3 separate regions of the Sus scrofa genome follow, and all the other regions are linked to region 2. The links are chromatin contacts, called in public HiChIP or PLAC-seq maps. All regions are on one chromosome and are shown on one strand. Each heading gives the region's core, a stretch centred on a gene start, on an enhancer-like site or on the middle of the called end of the contact. The rest is flanking DNA. Distances are from core to core; before and after follow the strand shown.

Region 1 (3,067 bases), core at 550-3,049, 180 kb before region 2:
GCCAAGGAGACAGAATTAACAACCAAATGATAAGGTCCTCACGCTGTGTGTGGGTGACAGCTGCACAAGACACGGGAGACTTTGCTAGGCCCCAAGGCTACCCCCTGAGCAGGCGTCCTGCAAAAGCACCCCTGACACAAGCCCGCAGCAGTTGTCCCAGAAGATGGCTCCCAGAATGTGCCCTGTAGGGGCCCAGAATGTCTGATCAGGCCATTTACAGAGATGAGGACAAGGGGGTAGGTGGAGGGGAGACGGGTCGAAGAGGAAGGGAGAGCCAAGCACTTGCTTCTGTACATGGCAGACAGGAGACAACTGTGAGACATGCAGGGGGAAAAGCCAAGTGGCAGGGGGCCGAGTCTAGAGTTGAGGTGAGACGTCCAGGCTGGAAGTCACCAGACAGAGACGGGGTCTAAAGCCATAGGAATGTCCACAGAGAAGCTTCTGAGTGGCTGTTCATAGCAGCACAACTCATTACCACCGCAAAGTGGCAACAACCCAAGGGCCCATCCACTGAAGAAAGGATAAAGAAAACGTGCTAACCCCGCGCAATGGAATATTAATTACTCAGCCACGAAAATGAATGAAGTTGTGATGTATCCTACAACGGGGATGAACCCTGAAAGCACTCCGCTAAGTGAAAGAAGCCAGACACAAAAGGCTATTTTTATGTGATTTCACCTAGAACTGTCCAGAGTCAGCAAGTTCACAGAGACGGAAAGTAGCTGAGTACTTGCCGGGGTGGGGAGGGAAAAGGGAAGTGACTGCTCGTGGATCCAGAGTTTCTTTGGGGGATGAGAATGTTCTAAAATTATTGTGGTGATGGTTGCACAACTTTTAAATATACTTAAAAAAAAAAATGCCAGAGAGTGGATGAGGCCATTGCAGGTGCAAGTCTATACAGGAAAAAGGCCCATGGACTGAGGCCTGGGGCCCACCTACACCTGGAGGTCTAGAAGGTGAGGAACCTGCAAAGGAGACCGAGAAGAAGGGTCAGAGAGGCGGGACACTAAGGGAAAAGGGGACTGGAGTGGCAGCTGCCACCTTCACACAGATGTGCCCCCTGGGTTTGGCCCCACCGGCCTCAACCCTCTTCTGTTATGTACCAGGCCCTTGTGGGTCCAGCCTGAGACTGGAAGCTCTGTGTGCCAGTGAGATCCGCTCATCCCCAGGCAACAACTGATAGGGTCAGTGACAGTGGGTCTCCCCTCGGGCACCTGCCATGTGAGCCCTGGGGGCATCACCCCAAATCTGAATCACTTTCTTGGAAACGTTGATGGAAAACTCAACAGAGCCTGAAAATGCCAACTGTCTATCCCAGGCCTGGGCTGAAGCTGAAATAGAATGTTCTGGCTATTCTTAGGCCACGTTCAAGTTGAGCTTCTGGGGCTGTTCCCAAAGAGGCTTTCATTCTCGCCTCTTTCCCCCTTCCCACGCAGGCTCCTCGACCCGGTTCGCCTACTCGATTCCAAGTTCATCTGAAACAAGGGGGCTCAGAAGGCCTCGGGGACATCTGCAAGGGCCTCAGAACGGGAGGGAGCGGGGGCAGGACAGAGGGCTGGGGCTCAGCTGCCCCAAGCTCAGGGGATCATCTTTGGAGAACCATTGGAAAACGTGACAGAAGCGGAACTCAGGAGGGGCAGGAAGAGTTCCCCTCCATCCCAGCTGTTTTCTGATGCAAACGTTCCAGCTGTAGGTGCCAAAGGCCAGGACACTCTGAGCAATTCTGCTGGACGGGGAGCATGGCATGTCCCCACAGGAATCTCAAGCCCTGCTGGCGGGTCCCCAGAGCTCCCTGAGCCCCAGATAAACACAGCTGGAGTCTGAGGAAATGGGCCCTGTAAACAGCCCTTTGGTCTGGAGGGAAACCCACAGCTGTGCTTCCTCACTGTTTCCTGTGGGCAGTTACTCCTCTACCAGCTGCCAACCGGTCCTGTCCTTCTCTCTGCTCTCCTGGGAATCCAGAGTCCAGGAATCCCATGGGACCAGACTGCAGCCCCTGGGGCTGAGCAGGCCTCAGAAGTACCTGGACCTCAAATCGAGAGCTTAGAGCCTAGCAGGACACACAGGGGTCCAACCCCACCGGTTGTTCAAATACATTACAGAAAATGCCATTCCAAGTGGCCACTCCTGGGATCCCAGACCTTCCCAAGATCCAAACCAAAGCGTTAAAGCCAAGGGAACCTTGACTAGGTTCTGGGGCTGTAGCTTGCGGTTCTCCTAATGGGTCAGATATTCAAGGCTTTGAACCCCAGGAGAGAAGGTGCAGACCAGCCACGGAGCCACAACACACAAGGCCCCCCACCTTCCCAGGGACCCAGCTGGAGAACTGAGGAGGGCGCATCCCCAACACCCAAGCACTTCGGCAACTTAATTCTCCAAGTGCTTCTCAACATGCAGTGCAGCTGGGGGCAGAGCTCTAGAATCAGACTAACCAGATTCAATCATGGTTCCTCCTGCTTACCTAATGCATGGCCTTAAACAGGCCACTTCCTTTCTCTGTGCCTCTTATCTCTAAAAGTGGGTCGATCACAGTGCCTACCTCATCAGGTTGCTCTAAGAATTAAGTAAATAAATGTTTAATCATCAATCCTATCAGTACTATTCATATAGACACTGTATTACAGATGAGCAACTGAGGCACGAGGAAGTGACTTTCCCAAGGTCACACAGCCAGTAAATGATAGAGCTAGAATTCAACCCAGACAGCCTGTGACTGCAAAGCCTGGCTCTAATCCAGGGGTCAGCAAATTTTTTTCTGTAAAGGGCCAGGCTGTAAATATGTTAAGCTTCACTAGCCACATCCGGCCTCTGTCACATATTCTTCTTTGTTTTGGGGGCTTTTTTTAACAATCCTTTTAAAAAATGTAAACACCATTCTTAGCTATTTTACAAAAATAGCCCATGGGCTGGATCTGGCTCACAGGCCACAGTTTTGCCAACCTCTGTCCTAAACCATGACAGAATACAACCTCTTTAATGCCAGCAACCAATTCAAGTTTGAAGAACACACCAAACAAAGCAAATAAAGCACCTCTGCAGGTCCTCTGCAGTCTACGGGTTACCAATT
Region 2 (3,249 bases), core at 672-3,171:
TCATCACTCAAAACACTCTGTTATTGTTATTAAAAAATAATTCCCCCTTGTCCTCTCCCTCCCAACCCCTAGTAATCTCTTCTCTATTTTCTGTCTCTATGAAATTACATATTTGATATATTTCATATAAGCTGAATCATACCATGTTTGTCCTTTTGCATCCAGATTCTCTCATTTAGCATGTTTTCAAGATTTGTTTACATCGTAGCATGTATCAGTACTTCATTCTTTTTTATAAAATAATATTCCATTGTATGATACCACATTTTAATACATTCATCAGTTGATGGACATTTAGGTTGTTTCAATTCAGCTATTGTGAATAGTGCTACTAAGAACATTCTTGTACATAATTCCGTGTACCTTGTTTTTAGTTCTTTTGAGTATATGCCTTGGAGTAGAAGGGGTTGGGTTATATGCAATTGGATATTTTCTGCTTCGGGGACTGTGCTGGGTGTGGTGGGACAATGGTTCCCAGGCTCTGGGATTTTTCAAGGCCAGTAAAAATTCTTTAAGATAAAACAAATGACTTGGAGCCTTACAAAAGATGGTCTCTTTTTTACATTGCCAAGTAAAGACTTTGAAGATAAAAGGAAATTTAAGATATATTTTCATCATTACTTCACAAAGAATATTTTAACCAGCACCACCCTCTCAAAAAAGGGAAAAAGATGTACATATTTGAATAAACAGCAGTTGTTTAAGTTCATAAAAATTTCACTACATTGCTGTTATCCCCAAAGTACCATGAATTGGTGAAAAAAAGAAAAACAAAAAAAACAAAGAAAATCCTGCACATTGTCTAGCCAGGCTGTGTGTGTTTGGGGGGGGGGAATGTTGGGTACCCCAGCTCTAGAAAAAAAGTGTTTGTTGCCCTGCAAATCTTCAGACTCCAAAAAAAAAAAAAAAAAAAACAGGATAATTACTTTAATCGAGGCACAAGCAACAAGAGAATCCAGAGACAGAAATTAGTTTTGACTGCGGGAAAACCAGGTGGGGAGCAGAGATCTGAGCGGGCAGAGATGAATTCTATGCACCCATAAGTCTGGGAGATAATTTTTACCAGACCAGAGAAAATCTGCAATTCCTAGAGTCTTGGTACCTTTAGGAGCAGAGATTCTATTGCCAAATAATCTCTTCCAGTCGGGGCATTCATGAAAACAGTGGGAGGGTTTGGTCTTGTCTCTTCTGAGAACCATCACCTCTGATAGGATCCAGCTTGGAAATTAGCCTTAAAGTGCCTGCCACCCAGGGAAGGTTTGAGAGGGAAGCAGCAGCACTTGCCTGACTCCAGGAGGGTTAGGAGCCATGTGGGGTCCCGGCACCATCAAGAAGAAATAAAAGGTACCTGGGGCAGCAGACTTCAGAGGGCTGGGCTCCGGAAGACCCTGAGGCCCCCCACCCCCCCTTCCTAAAACCCTCTGGAGAATTCGGGGGATGGGGCATTCAGGGACATTATAGCTGAATTCGTGGGGAGGAATCATTATTAACTCTCCAGGCTTACAATGCACGGCTGGGAGCACAGAAATGAGAAAAGGTCGCAAAAGAGAAGGTCACAGATGAGAGACGGAGGTCGTACGGAGTATAGGACAAAAGCATCAGTGTAGCAGAACCAAACTTGGCTGATATTCACACAAGAGAGGCAATGAAAATTAAGTCCTCAGACTGTAAATGGGCTCATGGAAAACTGCAGTGAGGGAGATTTTTTTTTTTTTTTTCCTGATTAGCTCTGGGGGATAAAATCAGCCAGTACCAAACTCACCCATGACAGAGCTATCGCATGTTCTTTTGGTGCCAAGGTAGCGCTAGAATGACTCTCAGGCAAGATGAGGAAGCCAAAGCCTTTTCCCTCCTTAACTTCAGGGGGCTGTGGAATAGGATCAGGTGGTGGGTCTATCGCAACTGCCTGAGCATTGGCGCCCTCTGATGGACAATAGATAAATTGCATTAAGGTTGACGATGGAGGTGGGGTGAAGCGTCTTCTCTCCCTTTCATGAAAAGGAAAATACTGCGTTTTGGGGTAGGCTGGCATTGCTTAAGGTGAATGTCCATTGGAAGGTGTCATCTTGAAATTGGGGCGTCTATAACAACCTTCTCCTTATGAAACCACTTTTCCCTGTGTTCCCTGGCTTGGTAAATGCCTAACTGGTTTCCCAAACAAGAAACCTGGGGTTGGTCCTAGACTCTCTACTCTCCCCCATCCTCACGTTCAAATAGTTCCTGAGACCTCATCATTTAACCATCTACATTTGTCTTGAAGCTGCCTGCATTTACCAACCCCTATCGACGAGAAAACAGAGGAAGTTTTCCTGTTTTGAATATTCCCTCTTAGCCTCTTTCCCTCTGTCATCAAGTTATTTTTGATTAAATAACTGCTCTGGTTATTGCACTGCAGAACAAATCACCTCCAGACTCAGTGGCTTGGAGTTCCTGTTGTGGCTCAGGAAATTAAGAATCTGACTAATATCCATGAGGATGAGGGTTCCATCCCTGACCTCGCTCAGTGGGTTGGGGATCTGGCATTGCCATGAGCTATGGTGCAAGTCGTAGATGAAGCTCAGATCCCGTGGTGCTGTGGCTGTGGTGTAGGCTGGAAGCGGTAGCTCTGATTCAACCCCTAGCCTGGGAATTTCCATATGCCACAGGTGCAGCCCTAAAAAAGCAAAAGATAAATAAAACAACTCAGTGGCTTAAAACAGCCAACATTCAGCAACGCTCATGGTTTCTGTGGGTCAGGAATTCAGTAAGGGTGTGGTTTGGCAGTTCTGGCTGGAAATTTCTTCTGTGATTGCAGCCTGATGGTGACTAGACCTGGGACAGCAGGAGCCTGAGCAGCTGGGAGGGTGCGGGGCCCAGCATCTCTCTCTCTCCGCCTGGACTCTCCAGATGGGGTGCTTGGGCTTCTTCACAGCATGGTGGACCGAGGGCAGTGTGCCTGGTTACATGACAACTGAGGGCACAAGCTCAAGTGTTTCCATGAGCAAAGTGAAAACGGAACCACTATTTATGATCTAGCCTCAAAAATACACAGCATCACTTCTGTTCTACTCTATTAGTTGATGTGGTATCAAAAGCCCACCAGGTGTGTCAAGGGTTGGGGAACCTGACCTCACCTCTCAAGGCGAGGAGTGTCAAAGAATGTGTGGACTTGTTTTAAACCTGCCACAACTCATTCTTGGTGAAAAATTAAAATACGACCCAAATAAGGCTTCCACCACCTCCCCCCGCCTTAATTTCCGTGTTGTCTAT
Region 3 (3,132 bases), core at 422-2,921, 150 kb before region 2:
ATGGGGAACCGGCCACCTGCAGACGCAGCTCTCCCAGGAAGAGGCACTGGCGCTCCACACGGCAGGTCATGGGGAAGAAAGTCGGGGACACTCTGCAAAGTGACCTCACCTCTGTCCACACTCACTGTAACATGTTCTCGACCAGTCCCCACAGCCCAAGAGTACAGCCCCAGCCTGGGCCCGGCTGGACTCCTGACACCCAGACAACTCCTCCTCGATGTGCGAGGCCATCGCAAACTTAACTCGCCTGAAACCTAGCTCCTGAACTGCCCTCCCAACCCTCACACCGCCAAGCTCTTCCCAGCCTGGGGAAGGGCACCTCTGCCTTCCAGGGGCTCCCACCCAAACCCTCTCCCAGGCATCCTCGCCCCCTCTCTTTCTCTGACACTCCATTTCCATCTGTCAGCTAATGCCATCAGCTTCCCCGCTTCCTCACCTACCCACCTGGTCCAAGCCACCACCACCTCCTGCCTGGACTAATGCAATCACTCCTCCCTGCTCCTCTCTCCACATATACAGCCAGAGGAATTCTTTTGAATATGTAAATCAGGGAGGCCCCATCATGGCACAGTGGAAACAAATCCGACTAGGAACCATGAGGTTGCAGGTTCAATCCCTGGCCTCGCTCAGTGGGTTAAGGATCTGGCGTTGCTGTGAGCTGTGGTATAAGTTGCAGACATGGCTCGGATCCCATGTTGCTGTGGCTGTGGTGTAGGCCAGCAGCTGTAGCTCCAATTCAGCCACTAGCCTGGGAACCTGCATATGCCAGGGGTGCGGCCCTAAAAAACAAACAAACAAACAAATAAATAAATAAATACGTAAATCAGATCCTGTCAATCCATAGCTTAAAACCCTGCATGGCTACCTACCACTTTAAAAAAAAAAAAAAAAAAAGCCTCAGGACCTTTGCATATGCTGTTCCTGCTTGCAGGATACTCTCCCCCAGTTCTGTCCTGGGCCAGCTCCTCCCATCATCAGGCCTTACTTAGCTCAAATGTCACCTCCTCCAGGAGGCCCTCCTTGTCTTCATGCATTTATTCCCTTCTCATCTTGTATTAACAGCCCATTTGTCAGACAAAGAGACTGAGGTTAAGCGACCTACATCAGCTCCTAAGGAAAAGGCCAAAATAAGAAGGAAGCCTGGCTGGAATGAAATCTTTACCCTAATCTGACAACAGAGGCCAGGACTGGAAACCACTGATTTGGGATGAAATTGCATTCTTCCTCCTGCCCACTGTGTGACCTCAGGAAAGTGCCCTGGCCTCTCTGTATTCTGTTTACTCTTCCCAAATACGTAGATGATAGCAATACAGTCCTACCTTTCAGGATGCATTAGGATCAAGTGAGTAAGAGCTCCATGAGGGCAGAGTCCTTGCCTCTTTTCTTCCCAGCTGTATCCCCAGGGCCTAGACTAGCGTCTGGCACAGAGTGAGCACTCACAAAGCAAAGGAAGGGATGACACTGGCCTGGCACAGTGCCTGACACATGGCAGGAGCCTCACCTCAGGACACTTGGAAGCCTGATGTCTTTCTTTTTAAAGGCCAGTGCATAGAGGGGTCAGGAGACAGGAGTTCCTAGAGGATGTCTTAACAGGGCCTGCGATGCTGCCGGGAAGTCAGCCTCGAGCCTCCCCAGACGGGGACAAAGGCAGCCTCACCCAGCAGTGCCAGAGAGAACAGGAAGCTGGGAGTGCAGCGCAGCTGGCCTAGATCGAGGCTTCCTGTCCCACTTTCCCCACAAGAGCACGGCCACCACTATTGTGCCGGGACAATGCGAGGCCCGGGCCACCCACAGAGAAGCCGCAAACAGGCTGGTGTGATGGGCATAATGGGCAGCTCGTGACCCGGAAAGAATGGGCAGGCGGGGGCTCTGGGTCCAGTCCTCGTGCTGCCCGAGGCACAACTGGCTTTTCCAGGCAGCGCCAATGCCCTCCGTGCAGGCGGGGTGGTGAAAGGGATCCTTGGGGTGACTCCGTGTCCAAGCCTTGACAGGTTGGAAACAGTCGGCCAAAAGCAGTTCTCATCCTGCAAACCTCCCCTAGAGACAAGCCCGTTCTCAGGATTCCCAGGGTTGCCCGAAACTCTCCCTTGGCCTCAGAATCTTTGTCCACGCTGCCTCCCCCCGCCGACCGAGGCCGCTTCCCCGCATCTGGCCAAGTCCTCCTCTTTTTATGCTGCTGCTGCTAAACTACATCAAGGACCCACAAAAGAACAGAGGAAAATGTAACTAACACCCACAAACACATCGCTACCCAGTTTTGGCAAATACTAGCATGTCAAATTTGCTTTAGATCATTTTGTTTCTTTTTTTTTTTTTTTTTTTTTTTTTTTTTGCTTTTTAGGGCTGCACTGGCAGCATATGGAAGGTTCCAGGCTAGGGGGTTGAATCAGAGCTGCAGCTGCCGGCCTACACCACAACCACAGCAACACTGGATCCGCACAGCATCCGCACGCAACCTATACCGAGGCTTGTGGCAATGCTGGACCCTTAACCCACCGAGCGAGGCCAGGGATCAAACCCGCATCCTCACAGAAATTACCTCAGGTTCTTAACCTGCTGAGCCACAGCGGGAACTCCTTACACCATTTCAAAAAGAAATTTGAGCCTGGGGGAGGGGCAGACTGGGCAGGGGCATGCGGGAGCCCTCGGGGCAGCTGGACATCATCTACTCTTGACCCCAGCGGTGGTTACGCGAGCGAAGGTATACGCAAAGCCTCACCAGTGAGCCCCTGAGATGCGTGCAGGTTACCCATGTGCCTTGTGAACATCAAACCTCAAGGCAGAAACAGGAAGAACGGATCATTACTGAGAGCGGTGAGCTACCTGGGCGCCTGCCCCTCCTGAAAGGCACCCCCTGCCCTGGATTTGCGCTCCTCATTCCCACACGTGCCTTCGCCCGCTTACTGGGCACGTGTGACTCCAGAAGCAGTAAAGAATGCTGTTTCAGGCAGTGACACTATTTCTATAAATGACATGATTTTTAGCAACTTGCTTGTCCCACCTCACATCACATCCTCCACATTTACCCACGTCAATCCGTGTACTTGGAGGCCCCTGCCATCCAAACCCCGCCCGTGTCCCTTGGTTCTCACCCCTGGGTGCACTTCAGCACCACTTAAGCCACCAGCACCC

Evidence for each region. HiChIP or PLAC-seq counts read pairs in DNA pulled down with a chosen protein or histone mark.
Region 1: an H3K27ac HiChIP or PLAC-seq map of alveolar macrophages shows a contact between it and region 2. The contact joins two enhancer-like sites. A contact is called at or near these places in 1 of 47 Hi-C or Micro-C datasets (embryonic fibroblasts) and 1 of 2 datasets of contacts at active chromatin or transcription factors (alveolar macrophages).
Region 3: an H3K27ac HiChIP or PLAC-seq map of alveolar macrophages shows a contact between it and region 2. The contact joins two enhancer-like sites. A contact is called at or near these places in 2 of 47 Hi-C or Micro-C datasets (embryonic fibroblasts and epiblast stem cells) and 1 of 2 datasets of contacts at active chromatin or transcription factors (alveolar macrophages).

The regions. Positions count from the first base shown.
Region 1 is chr17:50,441,357-50,444,423 of Sscrofa11.1, forward strand. The region is part of intron 5 of PREX1 (phosphatidylinositol 3,4,5-trisphosphate-dependent Rac exchanger 1 protein); the gene reads right to left. Among named protein-coding and RNA genes, the nearest start is that of PREX1, 110 kb to the right of the region's middle. Within about 2 kb of position 1,800, at least 23 of the 83 cell types and tissues checked have an H3K27ac peak or open chromatin away from gene starts, as enhancers often do. A contact at or near this core is called in alveolar macrophages, where this site is marked.
Region 2 is chr17:50,619,025-50,622,273 of Sscrofa11.1, forward strand. No RefSeq gene overlaps it. Among named protein-coding and RNA genes, the nearest start is that of ARFGEF2, 11 kb to the right of the region's middle. Within about 2 kb of position 1,922, at least 5 of the 83 cell types and tissues checked have an H3K27ac peak or open chromatin away from gene starts, as enhancers often do. A contact at or near this core is called in alveolar macrophages, where this site is marked.
Region 3 is chr17:50,468,035-50,471,166 of Sscrofa11.1, forward strand. The region is part of intron 1 of PREX1 (phosphatidylinositol 3,4,5-trisphosphate-dependent Rac exchanger 1 protein); the gene reads right to left. Among named protein-coding and RNA genes, the nearest start is that of PREX1, 81 kb to the right of the region's middle. Within about 2 kb of position 1,672, at least 16 of the 83 cell types and tissues checked have an H3K27ac peak or open chromatin away from gene starts, as enhancers often do. A contact at or near this core is called in alveolar macrophages, where this site is marked.